2 separate regions of the Hordeum vulgare genome follow, and region 1 is linked to region 2. The links are chromatin contacts, called in public Hi-C maps. All regions are on one chromosome and are shown on one strand. The core of a region is the stretch at or near the end of the contact, and the rest is flanking DNA. Distances in the headings are between cores, read along the strand shown.

Region 1 (7,207 bases), core at 369-2,868, 530 kb before region 2:
GGGGGTTACCTGCAAAAACAGCCTGGCCACCTTCTGAAAATTCAAAGGATGCATCGATACCTTCATCGAAACTAGAACCAGAAACATATGCATTCGGGAAGTAAGATCCCTGGTTCACCTCCCAACCCTTCAGAGACTTGGCGGATTTAAATTTTGCTATCAAAAGCTTGCTCTTGCTGCTTTTACCAGCCCTGAGCTGAGCCATCTCATTGTAGTAATCCTGGAGAACAAAGCATTTCCTAATTATAAGTTAGCGAAACTAGAAGAGGTATAGCAATGACATTGAAGTACTTTTGATGCTTAAATCACTAATATAATTTCCATGTGACAAATCTGAACATTTTTGTGTTTACTGGCGATCAAGATTCAGAACTTTGACTGCATTTATCCTAAAACGACGTCTACTTAAGAATGGATGGAGTGGTTTCTAAGAATAGAAAATTAAAGCTAGAAGGAATACCTGGAAAGCCTTGCTGACGTTCCTGACTCCTTGGTTATCAACTCTGTTGAGGTCCCCGGTAATGGTTGAGCGCGCGGTTGCGCAATAGATAATCTTGCTGCAGCCTGACACGGCCGATTGCACAGCCAGAGGATCGCCAACATCGCCAACAGCGATGTCCACCGACCTGGGAAGCATGTCGATCACCTCGGCATCGTCCCTTCTAACTAAAGCCTGTTGCACAATGGTAAATTTATCAACTCGGTTGCCAATTTGCCATTAATGGCGAACATGACGGTGAAGAGGAAAGGGAGAGTGAAGAAGGAGGAGGAGGCGTGCGCGCGGGGGAAGGAGGACCTTGACATTGTAGCCTCGGAGCATGAGCTTGCGGACGACGATGCGGCCGATGCGGCTGGTGGCGCCGACGACGAGGACGGTGGTGTCCTGGGCGCCGGGGACGGTGAACTCGCACATGGGCCCGCCGCGGCTGAGCACGGCCTGCTCCGCCTCGGCGAGCGCCTCGGTGGCCGACGCGCTGGACATCTGGCCCAGACGCGAGAACTTGCGCCACACCTCGTCGAACAGCTGCCGCGAGCGCCGGCCCAGCCCCACGGGGCTCACGGCCATGACCTCGTCCAGGTCCAGCGAGGCCGCCCGGGTCTCCTCCTCCGCCTTCCTCTTCACGGCCGCCGCCTCCTCCTCCTCGGCCTTCCTCCTGGCCTCCTCCTCCGCCGCCTCCTGCTGCAGCGCGGCCGCCGACCTCTTGCCCTTGCGGGCGCGGCGCTTCTTCCGCGTGGGCGCGTTGGCGTCCGCGCCGTTGGCGGCACCGAGGACGGCCCCATCGTCGTCCTGCTCCTGGTCCGGCTCGGACGCCACCGCGGCCGCCGGCGTGGGCTTGGCCGCGAAGCAGCACGCGCCGCCGTGGTAGCGCGGCCTGGCGCGGGACGGGGACGCGCAGTGTGTGCTGTGGAACGAGGCGATGATCGTGGCCGCCCCCGCCGCGCCGGGGGGAGACACGGCAGCGACCATGGCCGCCGGCGACTGTTAGCTAGCTAGCTCGGGCCTTGGACGAGGAGCGGCAGCAGAAGCTCTGCTCTCTTCCCTGTTTGTATTTACCCGGTATATTCCGTGACCACTCCCGGGCCGCGCAGGCAGATAAAGCGGGGCAGGGGAGGCAGCGGCCTGAGTGGCGCTCCCGCCCCGGGCGCCATTTGTGGCTGCGGTTGCGGGCCGAGTTCCCGGTGGAGCCCACGGCGCAGAGACAGAGGTCGTGCGCATGGGCGCGCGGCAAGTGTCGCCGTCGCGGGTGGGTGACTGGCGCCCCCGCTTTGCTACTATTTCATACTCCTACTGGATAGGGGGAGGCGTGGCCGCGTGGTGGCGGGTGGCATGGCGCGGCGACGTGGCTATGCCGAGTTCACTTGCCCCCATGCCGCCTCTTCCATTCCGTGCGGGACTACTGTGTTTCTCAGCCAGATGAGGCCAGATCAGTCAGCCATCCAAGTCCAACGAGATGGCGTGGACACGCCCAAAGCCTCCAGGAATCTGGATAATCCTGACCGAGCTCGGGAAACTCCCGTCGCAAATAGAGATGCAAATGCAATGCAATGCAATGCAAGACTATTTTTTCCAGCACGCCACAAGCAGGGCAGGAACCGGAGACCAAGGGCATGAGATGCCACAATTCAGTCAGACATTCTTTGTACTGTATATATATATAAAGATCCATCCTACACAGATTGCAGAATGCAGGGGCTGGAACTAATAATAAATAAATGAAATAACTGATATCAACCATGTTCTGTTCTGTTCTGATCTGTTTGTTCCTTACAGGTGTTCTCTGAACCGAGACAACAACAACAAAAAAACCTTTCGACGCCAAGTATGGCCTATTTTGCACATGTATAAGGAGCCGTCCAAAATCCTATCGTACATGAGCAGGCTACTACAGAACAAGACCGACACAACAATACAGTATAAGTTACCGACGGCAAGACCATCGATCGGTATGCTGAGACAATTGTCAGCATGGGTGCTGGGACCGAGATGTTTCATCTCCAGTATAACTCATCTTTCGCTCAAGCTCGCCCGTCCAGAGCTTGTCCTTCGGGCTTGAGACTTCATATGTACTGTTTTGCTGTCTTCTTTCTATAACAGTATACCTGTGTGTATACCTGGCTTCACTAACTCCTAGCAACTTCTGCGGCTCTCTGCCTCATCATCTCGTTTACGGCGGCCCTCCTCCTGGATTCAGACTGCTGCTGCGTCCATCTTAGATGGGCTTTGAGATCCCTGTGGTGTTCAAGCAACCCGATATTACTCGTCTATTCCAAGAGGAAATGGCTCAAACACTACGTATGTAGGTACATATAAGCGGTGGTGCGAGCGAGAGGGATATTAATTACCTGCATCTCGGTATGGTACACTTTGATTCTTTGCAAGTTCGGGCATGGAGCTGAAGCAGAGACCACGTCCTTTGGCAAAGTGAACAGCCTCCGGCTGCCCGTTGCTGGCACCTCGTTGCATGACCGAAGAGTCCCTTAAGTCTTCGGCAATCAGGATACTGGCAATTAGCGGTGCGACATTTATGCGCATGGACCAAAAGGTCAAGCATTCGCCGTGCCTGCACAACCACAAAAAAAAAAATCATCTTAGATTAGTTTTAAGATCGATTCCTTCATGGACTAATCTAGAGAATGGATAGCACATACTGGTTCATAGATAACCTAGTCCATAGAGTAAACCATAAATCACAACCACAGCGCCAGCAATACACAAGTTGCCAGTTAAGGCAGAAAGGATAACATATGGTATACACAAACTGACAGCACACGAAGTGGACCAATATGGTTTTCAAGGGAACAAGTGGACTAGTATTGGCATTAGACTAAACAATAAAAAAACAATAAAAAGGTATGGAGTGTTACCAAATTAAAAGGCAGCATACAAAAAATGTATGTGTTGCGATATATTTTTCAGCATTTAACTTACAGAGAATATAAATTACCTGCTGAATACGCATCTGGCGAGCTTCTTTATTTTGAGCATTACGGTCTACACATGGGTGATTTGTTAACTTGTGACGATGGTTGGCACCTCCGTCTTTATTGTAACATCCTGTGCACACATCAAAGTCTGGGCATTCTTCACATCGCCACCCTTGACCAGCTTCAATATCGTAATTGCAGATATTGCATGTGGTAACAAAGGCTGGTGCAGTTGGATTATGAAGGTGGTATAACACCATCATTGAGGAGTGCTTTGCACGGCGAAGTGTGTCATATTGATAGTGATTTCCTTGACAAAGACTCAGGAATGCCTGTCTGGTATCGAAAAACTCACACTCTAAGACATCATCTCTGTCCTTTGTATCTTCAGGCACCCCAACAATGTCAACCTAAGAAAGAACATTACGTAAAAAAAATTGTGGCAATTGCATTGTTGCTTCACTTATATTTGATGAGTTAAAAACTAGAGTAAAAAATCAAGTTTTCCAGAACTTACTGGGTGCAGCACATGCAAATCTCTGCTATTACTTGGGTGCCTCTCCTTTTCTTCAAGCCGTTGCTCTGAATCATAACAACTGCAATAACAAACTCATCAGTAACAGAAACAAGGGTAACAGCTAATATTAGACTAGCTGCAAGCAGATCTTAGAACAATTTATCCATTTATTTATGAAGTTGTGTAGAGATTAGGGAAGCATAGTCACATATCACGAGGATCATGTATAATTACAAAGATACTGCTACCTATATATACACACACATACTTGTCAAATGTGGCATAATTGGTTGCGTTTACAAGTTGCAGCATATATATAGACCCCAACAATCATGTGCATATATATCAAACAGATGTGCCATTTATTGGGTCCATCACATGAAAGTAACATATGCAATGGAAGTAAGTTTACCTGTCACAAATATAAAAACTTTTACACTGGTGGCAGACCCAGCGTTTTCCAGCTACCATAAGAGTAGAGCAGTGACTGCATGAATGCTGCAAATGGACCATGATGAAATCTTCCTTCATTGGGTAAATGGTTTCTCCAAGCTGCACAGCATCAACCAGATGGCTAAGAATAACATGTGACACGACTGAACTGATACATTTTTGGTGCATCAAGAAATAGTGCATTATATAAAACTATACCTTTTGCATCAGGATAGCATCCTTTGAAGCATTCCCACTTAGATCAGTCTGGCCAGCAGCTCTCAAAGCTCTTTTTGTGATAGTCTTCTTTAGTTTCCCCTTCTTCTGCAACTTTCTATCATCTTCTTCTAGGAAAAGCTGGTTGATCATATCTTCTGCAGCTCCTGGCCAATAATCTCCATCAAAATATGGCAAGCGAGCTGCAGTTACTTTAGCCTTGCATTCTTTTGTAGTGATAAAAAAGTGATCATAGAGATTTGTCAACTCGACAACAATACGCTCCTTGACAGCTTTCCGAAGCATAGATAAGTACCTGTGAAGGAATTATTAGTCATATAGGACAGGAATCACAGATGCCACATAAGGTATTCATTATTTTGTAATGCAAGACATTATTTATGAGCATATAATAACATAAAATGCCCATCTAGTGTCTTACCATTCGCGCAGCTTATCAGATTTTGGTGTCTTCTGGATCTCTGGATGGCAATATAGAATGTAATCTTCACCCTTCAAAGGTGGGCAAGCCCATATGTAACAGCTAGTGAATCCCCGCTGCTTACAATACTCAAGATAACCAATCTGTATGAGTATAAAAGTACTGTTATACTGAGAGCAAAAAATATATTCCAACATAACAAAACTGAAGTTTGAGTAAATGGTGGATTTAGGAAACCGTTCACACTCTGCTTGGCATACCTAAGCTTTCTAAAATTAGGAAAAAGAAACTAACTAGAATAGTGAATTACCAGAATTTCATGATAGACATATGTCCGCAAGGCCTCCCCAGACACTGTTTTTACGTCAGGTCTAAAGAATTTGACAGAATCAAGATATGACAGATAAACCCGGCGTTGGTTTGGGTCTGCACATTCTGCACCAAATTCTTGAACATACATGCTAAAGAGGCACACTTCGACACCTTCTATTTTCTGAAATAAGACAATAGCCTGCAAAATATTTGGCAGTACTACAGAGGATGAGAGGATGAATTTATAAAAAAAAATCCTGACAGAAAGAAAACCAAGAATTGCCAAATACCAACATCAATTGATTTTATACTTTAAATGACTGCATTGTTTTCTTACCTTGGATTTGTAAGGGAATTCTGCTGGGTACTTGTCTTCTTGAAAAATCTCAAAAAAACGTGGTTTAACTTCTAATTTCTTGTCCACAGATGAAACAACTCTGACCACAAGTCCATCGGCTCCAGAAACCTGATAAGTGAGAAATAAATAGGAGAAAACAAGCAAAAAAGATATCTCAATTAGAGATTAGAGACTTTGAAAAAATAGATTGGTGAATATAATAGAGGGCTAGTGGCATATATATTCTATTACAGGAGAAAATTGCCCAGAAGTATACTTGAGGCAGTGCTGATAATGCATAACCTAGAACACTAAGATCTCAATGTTAAATCAACTACAAATCTATAATGGTGATGATCTTCCTTACAGAATCCCAGATCAGCTAAATGAACAAGTGTGAACAAATGCACACAACTCAAGCATGATTGAGGAGAAATTTGTTTCACTCCGATGCTACAGCTATTAAAAAAGCCTGCAATAAGATCATTATGCACTAAAAATTGAAATTCTAAAGTGATGCATATTCAATTTTCCTAATGTTTTCTATTGCTTCATTATATATGATAAATCAACTATACTTCAATCAGTATGATGCAGATTACCTATTGTCCAATTCTAACATGGTAAATAACTAAAGATACAGCAAAGCAACAGCGTAAAAATGTCAGATGTTTGTGGTTTACAAAATGTGTCAAATCAAATTCATGAAGCAAACTTAGTAGTATGAGGAGTGAGCACATAACATAGACAGCCAGGACCATATCTGTGAACTATGCCATCATTGTGTATAGATAGAATATGCATCAGGCTTTGTTCGGTTACACCCTCCCCCACTGGGGTTGGCAGGGATCCACGTGGTTTTGACCCACCCACGGTTTGATCCCAACATGCCTGATAAAACCATTCAGTTAAACCTCGCATGGGTTATCCCCCCTGGGCTATCCCCTCCAAACTTCGTAAATTCCGCGTGGGTAAATTCCACGCCTCCCAGTCCATGGAACCAATCCCACCCGAGCGACGAACATGAAACGCTGCACGAGAAAGAAAAAAGGAAAAGGAAAGCCCTCCCAGCCTGACGCCTCTCTCTCTCTCTCTCTCCTGCGATTCAGAGGTGATGGTGGCAGGGACGGCGGCCGCACAGCTGCATCGGAGTCAGCTTGAAGATGATCTGGAGGCGCATCCGCGCGAGCTCGAAGGGGATCTCGAGGTACACAGGTGCGAGCTCGGCGGAGCCCGCAGCTACCCTATCTCCAGCATCCCCTCCTCCCTGAAAATATCCTTGCCTTGGATAAGTTCTTCGTTCACTTCGTTCTCTTCCCTCCTCCCTCTTAGTTATATTGCAGCTCCGCTGCCAAGAGAGAGGTTTAACCGAACAATGAAGTTTAGACAGGGATTGTGGAGGGAGGGATTAGTGGGGATTGGGTGACGGAGTGGGGATCACCCAAACCCTGGGTGGATTGAGTCCACTAGGCGATTGGATCTCCGCCAACCGAACAAGGCCTAACGAGATTATACAGGGAATGCT
Region 2 (6,892 bases), core at 854-3,353:
CTGCCTACATAGTGTATGTGAGACAACGTGATAGCGAGCACGAAAATAGTACAGAAGGCTCGGATGTTAGCTCGTTTTGGAAGCAACTTTGGGATCTGCCATGCCTGCCCAAAGTAAAGCAATTCATGTGGAGATTAGCTCACAACAGCCTTCCGCTTCTAGTAAACATTCATCGCAGGGGCTTAAAATGTGACACGTTGTGTGTCTTCTGCAAGAGGCTGGATGAAGATGGTGCACACTTATTTCTAAAGTGCAAAGATGCAAGGAGAGTGTGGGAAGGCCTGGGATTGCGAGAGCTGCGTGATCGGATGTGTACATATGAGACTGCAAGTTCAGTACTGCAGGAAATCTTAAAGCTCAATGATGAGCAGAAGGCTCTAAGCTGCTGCCTGCTGTGGTGCAGCTGGCTCAGGAGAAATAAAATTAATGCAAAAGGGAAGATCATGTCATTGGAGGAATTGATGGGGGCAGGTTAGGTACTGGGCGTGCGAATCGCTGCATGCCTGTCGTCTGAAGGAGAATAGTGCAGAGCGGAAGCACCATGCAAAGTGGCAGCCACCGGGGGAAGATCTGATCAAAGTGAACCTGGATGGGGCCTACAATGCTATGTCCGGTCGCGGAGGATGGGGATTTGTTGCTCGCGACGAGGATGGGGATTTGCTGCTCGCGACGAGGATGGTGCTATCTGAGGATCGGGTCTGGGCGTCATTCCGAGAGCCGCTAGTGCTCTGCAGGTAGAAGCGACAGCATGCGGCAAAGCTTTGCAAGCTGCTGCACTCTGGGGAATGGGCCGGATAATCCTGGAGACTGATTCTCAAATTTTGGCAACGACGCTTGAAAGTACAAAGTTCAACCTGGCACCTAAAGGAATCATCTTCCGCGATCTGCGTTCTTTCATTAGGCTAAACTTCATTTCTGTTGATGTGTGCTTCGCCCCACGGGGTTGTAATAAATTAGTTCACGAGCTTGCCGCACTTGGTTTTGCCCAAGAGGCTGAACGTGTGGTTTGGTTGGACTATGTCCCGGTATCTGTAAGGTCTGTCTTGGCCAGTGAGTTCACTGCGCCTGTTTAATGGAATAATGGAGTTCCTAGTCAAAAAATAACGAAAGTTAAGGGAGGGAACTCCCCCCCTTGGCCTCTTTCTTGGAAAGGGGCTGAGATACGATGTGCTCCCGAGTTCAGACACTCGAGCCAATGAACAGATAGCAATAACCTCACCTCCTCAAACTGCAGGACACATCAGCGAGGTTGCACTTCTTTGCCAAGTTGGGTTTCTAAGTTTTCTCTTTTTACCAGGGTAAAACAAATACTTTGCTACATTATTTTTGGGAAACGTTTGCCATGAGCCGGTTGATACCATCATACCAACACTCGCGTCCATTCCCTTTTTGACCGTCGGATCTATCTTGATCGAATGGTTAGGGGAGCAACCTGGTTTTGCAACCGAGCCATTGTTGTAATTTTCCCCACCGCAACAACTAGTCTTTTGTGGGATTTGGATCTCATGCGAATTCACGATGCGCCCTTGCAACCAGAGGTTAGTGCCGGTCATTGCAGTGGTGCTTGCCGCCCGTATATGTCCGTCAGCCGCGTGTTGTGCACCCACCTCGTCGGATAGGAGGATGGCGACGATGCGACCTGGTCGACGGTTCGGCACTCGTCGGCGGCGACGAGCAGCGTCACTCATTCCTCACCATCGTTTGATGTGAGCTCGTGGCGAACAACATTGGTCTTTTTTTTGTAACATCCTCCCTGTTGCAAGAAAGAGTTTTGCAACATTTGTAATGTTGGAAAACTTTGTTCACTAACACCTGTATAAAAGTGAAAGATTTCTTTTTTGCAATATCAGCTCAAAAAATTCTTCAACAATACCTTTGTTGCAAAAGTTCCGTAACATTAACTCTTCAAGCGCAACATCATCCTTATTGCAAAGCTGACAGCTAAATCTGACCGTGTTGAATTCTATGACTCGCCAGACGGCGGGTCTTTGAGAAAGATCTATGACCGACGCGTAGCGTTGCCTTTTCTTTTTAGAAAAACTTTGCTAAGTTCAGGGTCGTTTGGGACTTTGGGTAGACTTGCTTTCAGAGTCTGTCCACCTGAAGAGAACGGGCTCGATTCCGTCGAGGGCCCAGCCCAGCCCGGCCGCAGTCGGCAGTCGGCACCTAGCAGACAGACTACCCGCTCCGCTCCGCGCCGCGCCGCCTCGCCGGTCGCTCCTCCTTCCTCCGCGCACACCCCACCGTCGGCCTCCGCCGCGCCGCTCCTTTCCTGCGCTGCGCCCGGCTCCTCGTCGCGATGGGCAAGGCCTCCAAAGACAAGCGGGTACGCGACCTCCGTTTCTTTCTTTCTCAGCCAGCTCCTCCCCCTCCCCTCCTCTCCCCCGTTTCGCTTCGCCGCCCCTCACCGTGTCTGCGACTCGCTGGTCTGCCCGTCGGTTTCCCAGGACATATACTATCGGAAGGCCAAGGAGGAGGGGTGGAGGGCTCGCAGCGCCTTCAAGCTAATGCAGATCGACCAGGAGTTCAACATCTTCCACGGTCTCGCTGGCCTTCCTGCCACCTTGCTTCCACTGACGCGCAGCATCAAATTAACCACATGGTGTTCTCATTTTGCTGTTCGTGTGTGCAGGAGTGAAGCGCGCCGTTGACCTGTGCGCTGCCCCTGGGAGCTGGAGCCAGGTACTCGCACGCCCAGTTTTCCCCCATCCATGCTTGCATCTGTTCGTTCCATTGCTTATCTCAATCGCAATTGCAGGTTTTGAGCCGCAATTTGTACCTGCCGGCAAAGCTATCATCTGACGGCAAGTGAGTAGCAGCGTCAGTGCGAACACCCGATGTTCCAACATAATTTCATTCTTTGTGCCTGATTGTTTCTGTGCTATGCTTGTACCAGAGATGGCGGCCTTCCTCTCATCGTCGCAATCGATCTGCAGCCGATGGCTCCTATAGAAGGTGTCATACAAGTGCAGGGCGACATCACCAATGCTCGAACAGCGGAAGTGGTGAGATGGACAGACCCATAGATACATTCTTTGTGATGAAACTTCTGCTTGCTGTAACAGATGTAAATATGCTGCCAGGTTATCAGGCACTTCGATGGATGCAAAGCGGACTTGGTTGTCTGTGATGGTGCCCCTGATGGTAAGATTGCATTGCTGAACAAGTGGTCCATAACCATGTTACATGTGTTTATGGTACTTCTGTTTCTTACTTCGCTTTGGATGATTGCAGTTACTGGGCTTCATGATATGGATGAGTTTGTTCAGTCCCAGCTTATATTGGCGGTTGGTATATTTTTCTCTGTCTCTGCATATGAATTTACATCAGAGACACTTTTTGGAGCAAATTGCAGTGTCCATAAGATAGTGTCCAAAAATAATGCTACCTTAACCCTGCAGTTTATGTTCGGCATTCTACCTTAAAATGTTTACTTTCAGTGCAATACCTTACTTGAATTTTTGTATTGAACAGTGGATCATTTTTATTCAACCTTTGGATAATTTGTTGCTGTTTATGTTGTAGAAAAACACGGTGTAACACTATGGTTCCATTAACTTGTTATGTTTTCCACTAGTTGCAATTTTCCTTGGCTTAGTTTTGCAGATTAAATTTGCAAGCTGCTTGCTTATTTGGCTAATTTGTGTATTTATATATGTTGCATTTAGGCACTGACAATTGTGACTCATGTACTCAAAGTTGGTGGAAAATTTGTTGCGAAGATTTTCCGGGGTAAAGATACAAGTCTCCTGTATTGCCAGGTATTGGTTGGTGCTGGTTTTCTTGTCTGGTTAGGAATTTCCATATGTACTTCAGAAACATATTGTTTGATCGAGGAAGTTAGTCATCAGCTTTCATGTGTCTTTTCTGTATATGGTTGATTACAAATAGTCTATATTGTTATCCAGTTTTTCTCTCAAGTGTACATGGTAGAGTTGTCATGATATTGCTACAATTTTACACGCTGTTCAATAGAAGTGGCATTTATAAGTTACTGATTCAGTCTAGATGTTTGCACGAGGTGCTTATGTGGAAACGGTATAGTGCTTATTGCTGTCAATGTTTTATGCAGTTAAAGTTGTTCTTCTCACAAGTTACATTTGCAAAGCCAAAAAGCAGCCGTAACTCAAGTATCGGTAAGCCTTCATCGCTTAAAAGGAGAATGAGTTGTCATGTACCTTTTTATCGCATTACTGATATTCTGTTGTTTTTGTCTTTTTAACATCAATCATATTTTCCGCTAGATGGGAAGTGTGTTTTATATGGTCTTATCTTTGTGTTTGTCAAACAGAGGCATTTGCAGTTTGCGAGAACTACTCACCTCCAGAGGGCTTCAAAGAGAAAGACTTGTATCACCTGCTGGAGAAAGTGGGAACTCCTTCTGGGGCTGATGATTTAGGTACTGAGAATGATCTGCTATACTGCTGCAATAGGCTGAACATATGATACATGGTACCAACTTCTCTATGCTATTTTCACGTGCAGATTGCCGAAGCGGATGGTTGGAGGGACCAAACAAGGTCTACATTCCGTTTCTGGCTTGCGGTGACCTCAGCGGTTATGATTCGGACCGTTCATACCCCCTCCCGAGCACAGAAGGTGGCACCTACCAGAGCCTAGATCCAGTCCAGCCTCCCATCGCGCCGCCATACAAAACTGCGTTGGAGATGAAGAAGGCGTCTAGCCACGGCGCCGGCGCAGATACTAGCAAATCATATGTCGACCCCTAAACTACATTATAGCTGCAGTTTATGCTCATCTACCTGATCACCACATGGAAACATGTGAATCGTCATGCGGCGATGTTTAGCACATGTTGTGGAGTAGATGCTGAAGTTGAAGCTGAATTTTGGTTATTCATCCTGTCTTGAAGGCAAATAGGCAATAGCATGTAGTAGAAGAGATGGTATAAACCGAGCGATATTGCAACATATGCATGCCATGGGTTAAGCAACTCTGTAATGAACTATAAGTCTGGATCATCATTGTGGTACTTTGACTTGTGGTTATTTTTTTTTCATACTGTACCGTGTGTGCTAGCATATGTTCCAGGTACTAGCATTGTAAGCAATTTGTTCTGGGTACTAGCACTTGTAAGCACGAAGATCAGGATCGTGGCAAATGGAGGTTTAAGAGAAATTCAAAAATGAAGAAAGTCTTGAATCAAATGCAGTTGATTATTAAGCAATGTGAAGGAGAGCGGCGATTTGGTGCCCAGGGGTATAAAAGCAACCCTTCTTCCTCTAGCCCAATCTTTTCCCATTTGAGGTACCTTCACCCATTGATTCCTCTGACCAATCCCAAACTTTGAGGATTCAAAGTGGATCACTCGATCTACTCTTCCATCGAAGGAATTTGTGACCCCCCTACTTTTGCTTACCAACCTTGTTACTCTACGAGTTTGGAGGCTGCTAAGCAGTGGGAGTCTCCAAAACATTTTGATATGTAAAAAAACGTGGTATCTGCTAAACCGTGGATACTAACATGCTAAAATACTGTTTTTTCAGTACTTTGTTTTACAATAATTTGCCACCAAACACACCCAAATATGTTGGCGGCAAAACATCTCTCGGTTTTTCCAACACTGCAAATTGCCAGCCCAAGTTTGTCTAATGTGTGGCCATCCACCTTCAGGGCCGGGTCGGGGCGTCGGCAGGATGTGTACTCCATGAGCTGCCCAGGTAGTTTATCCAGCAGACTTTGGAGAACCTTCTGACCTGCACATACAAGTTGTTGTCTATCAGTGATGTGTTTCAAAGTTAATTTTCAGGTCAGGAAATAGCCACGGTGCTATCAACAGCCGGGGTTAGTCGAAGGAAACATCAAACATGTGTGAAACTGTAGGTGACCTCCATGTTTCTTCATGCGAGTAAACTGTACGATGTCCTGTTGAGCTTTCGAGCCGCTTACTGAAGCCCGCTTCTCGGCTTATGACACCGAATAGCAAACTGTACGATGTTCTAGCATCTGAGAAAGCCAGGTAAATAATAGCAGGACATCATGTTGCGGTGAGAAATAAGCAGTCAGCCTTTGTTTATCAGGTAAACTACATGTTTTTTTTTGACGCACCAACGGCGGGCTTACGCCTGCCTGAACCTTTTTATATGAAAAGGTGTTACAACCTGAGACACCAGAAATATGTGGGGGGGGGGGGGGGGGGGGGGGGGGGGGGGAGGATATAGAAGAGAGAAGAGGAGAAGGAAACATCGATGGGACCATTGTCTAAGATCATCAGCCGTGGTACTAGCAATAGTGTGTAGCTCGAGGTGTAGATCTCTGAAAACCTTCGCATTTCGCCGTTTCTAATATTCCATGGAACTGCCAGCAGAACCGTTAAACGTATTTTGTTGTTGTATTCGCCGTTCCAGGCATGCAATATCCCGTGAGGGGTAGTGTGACATATACTGTCCAACTCCGCCCATAGCGAAGCGAGCTGCCGGCACTCGAAGAGTAGGTGGTCCATGGTTTCACATTGAATGCAGAAAGGGCAGGCGACTGAAGTGGTGATGCCCCGTCGGAACCGCCTCTCATTCGTGAACAAACGATCCTTCTTGGCGAGTCATAAAAGACTCTGCACTTATTGGAGGCATAGTTTCTCCAGATGGCAGGGGCGATGCTGTCAGTTGGCTGCGCCTTCCAAAGCGCATGGTATGCCAGCTTAGTGGTAAGTGGTTTGCCCGCCTCCCTCGAAATCCTCGTGTCAGCAACCTCCAAATTCACGTTTACCGGTGCCAGAACATTGCGTAATTCAGTAGGTTCGCATTCAGCCGCATGGGATAGCCGCGGGGCCAGGTCCAGGGCTAGATCGCTCGAAGCCATGACATGTGCCACAGAGGTGTTGATTCTGTTGGAGTGGGATAACAAAGCAGGAAAAAGTTGAGCCATTGTTTGG

The links. Hi-C and Micro-C count contacts between places; a contact is called where the count stands out from the background.
Region 1: a contact with region 2 is called in a Hi-C map of seedling, with 2.7 times the contacts expected there. The contact joins the promoter of LOC123412252 here to the promoter of LOC123410232 in region 2.

Annotation. Positions count from the first base shown.
Region 1 is chr7H:563,244,257-563,251,463 of MorexV3_pseudomolecules_assembly, reverse strand. It overlaps LOC123412252 (protein HIGH CHLOROPHYLL FLUORESCENCE PHENOTYPE 173, chloroplastic), which reads right to left and starts at 1,618. Exons shown (of 13, transcript XM_045105199.1): 1 at 797-1,618; 2 at 461-673; 3 at 10-220. The coding sequence starts at 1,468. It overlaps LOC123412251 (probable histone acetyltransferase HAC-like 1), which reads right to left. Exons shown (of 18, transcript XM_045105198.1): 10 at 5,683-5,811; 11 at 5,344-5,544; 12 at 5,034-5,176; 13 at 4,595-4,907; 14 at 4,356-4,495; 15 at 3,944-4,022; 16 at 3,447-3,836; 17 at 2,845-3,062; 18 at 2,124-2,731. The coding sequence ends at 2,623.
Region 2 is chr7H:562,711,034-562,717,925 of MorexV3_pseudomolecules_assembly, reverse strand. It overlaps LOC123410232 (putative tRNA (cytidine(32)/guanosine(34)-2'-O)-methyltransferase), which reads left to right and starts at 2,103. Exons shown (of 11, transcript XM_045103141.1): 1 at 2,103-2,326; 2 at 2,448-2,541; 3 at 2,633-2,682; 4 at 2,759-2,808; 5 at 2,897-3,005; 6 at 3,084-3,144; 7 at 3,235-3,287; 8 at 3,669-3,761; 9 at 4,073-4,136; 10 at 4,292-4,399; 11 at 4,486-4,999. The coding sequence starts at 2,300. The coding sequence ends at 4,730.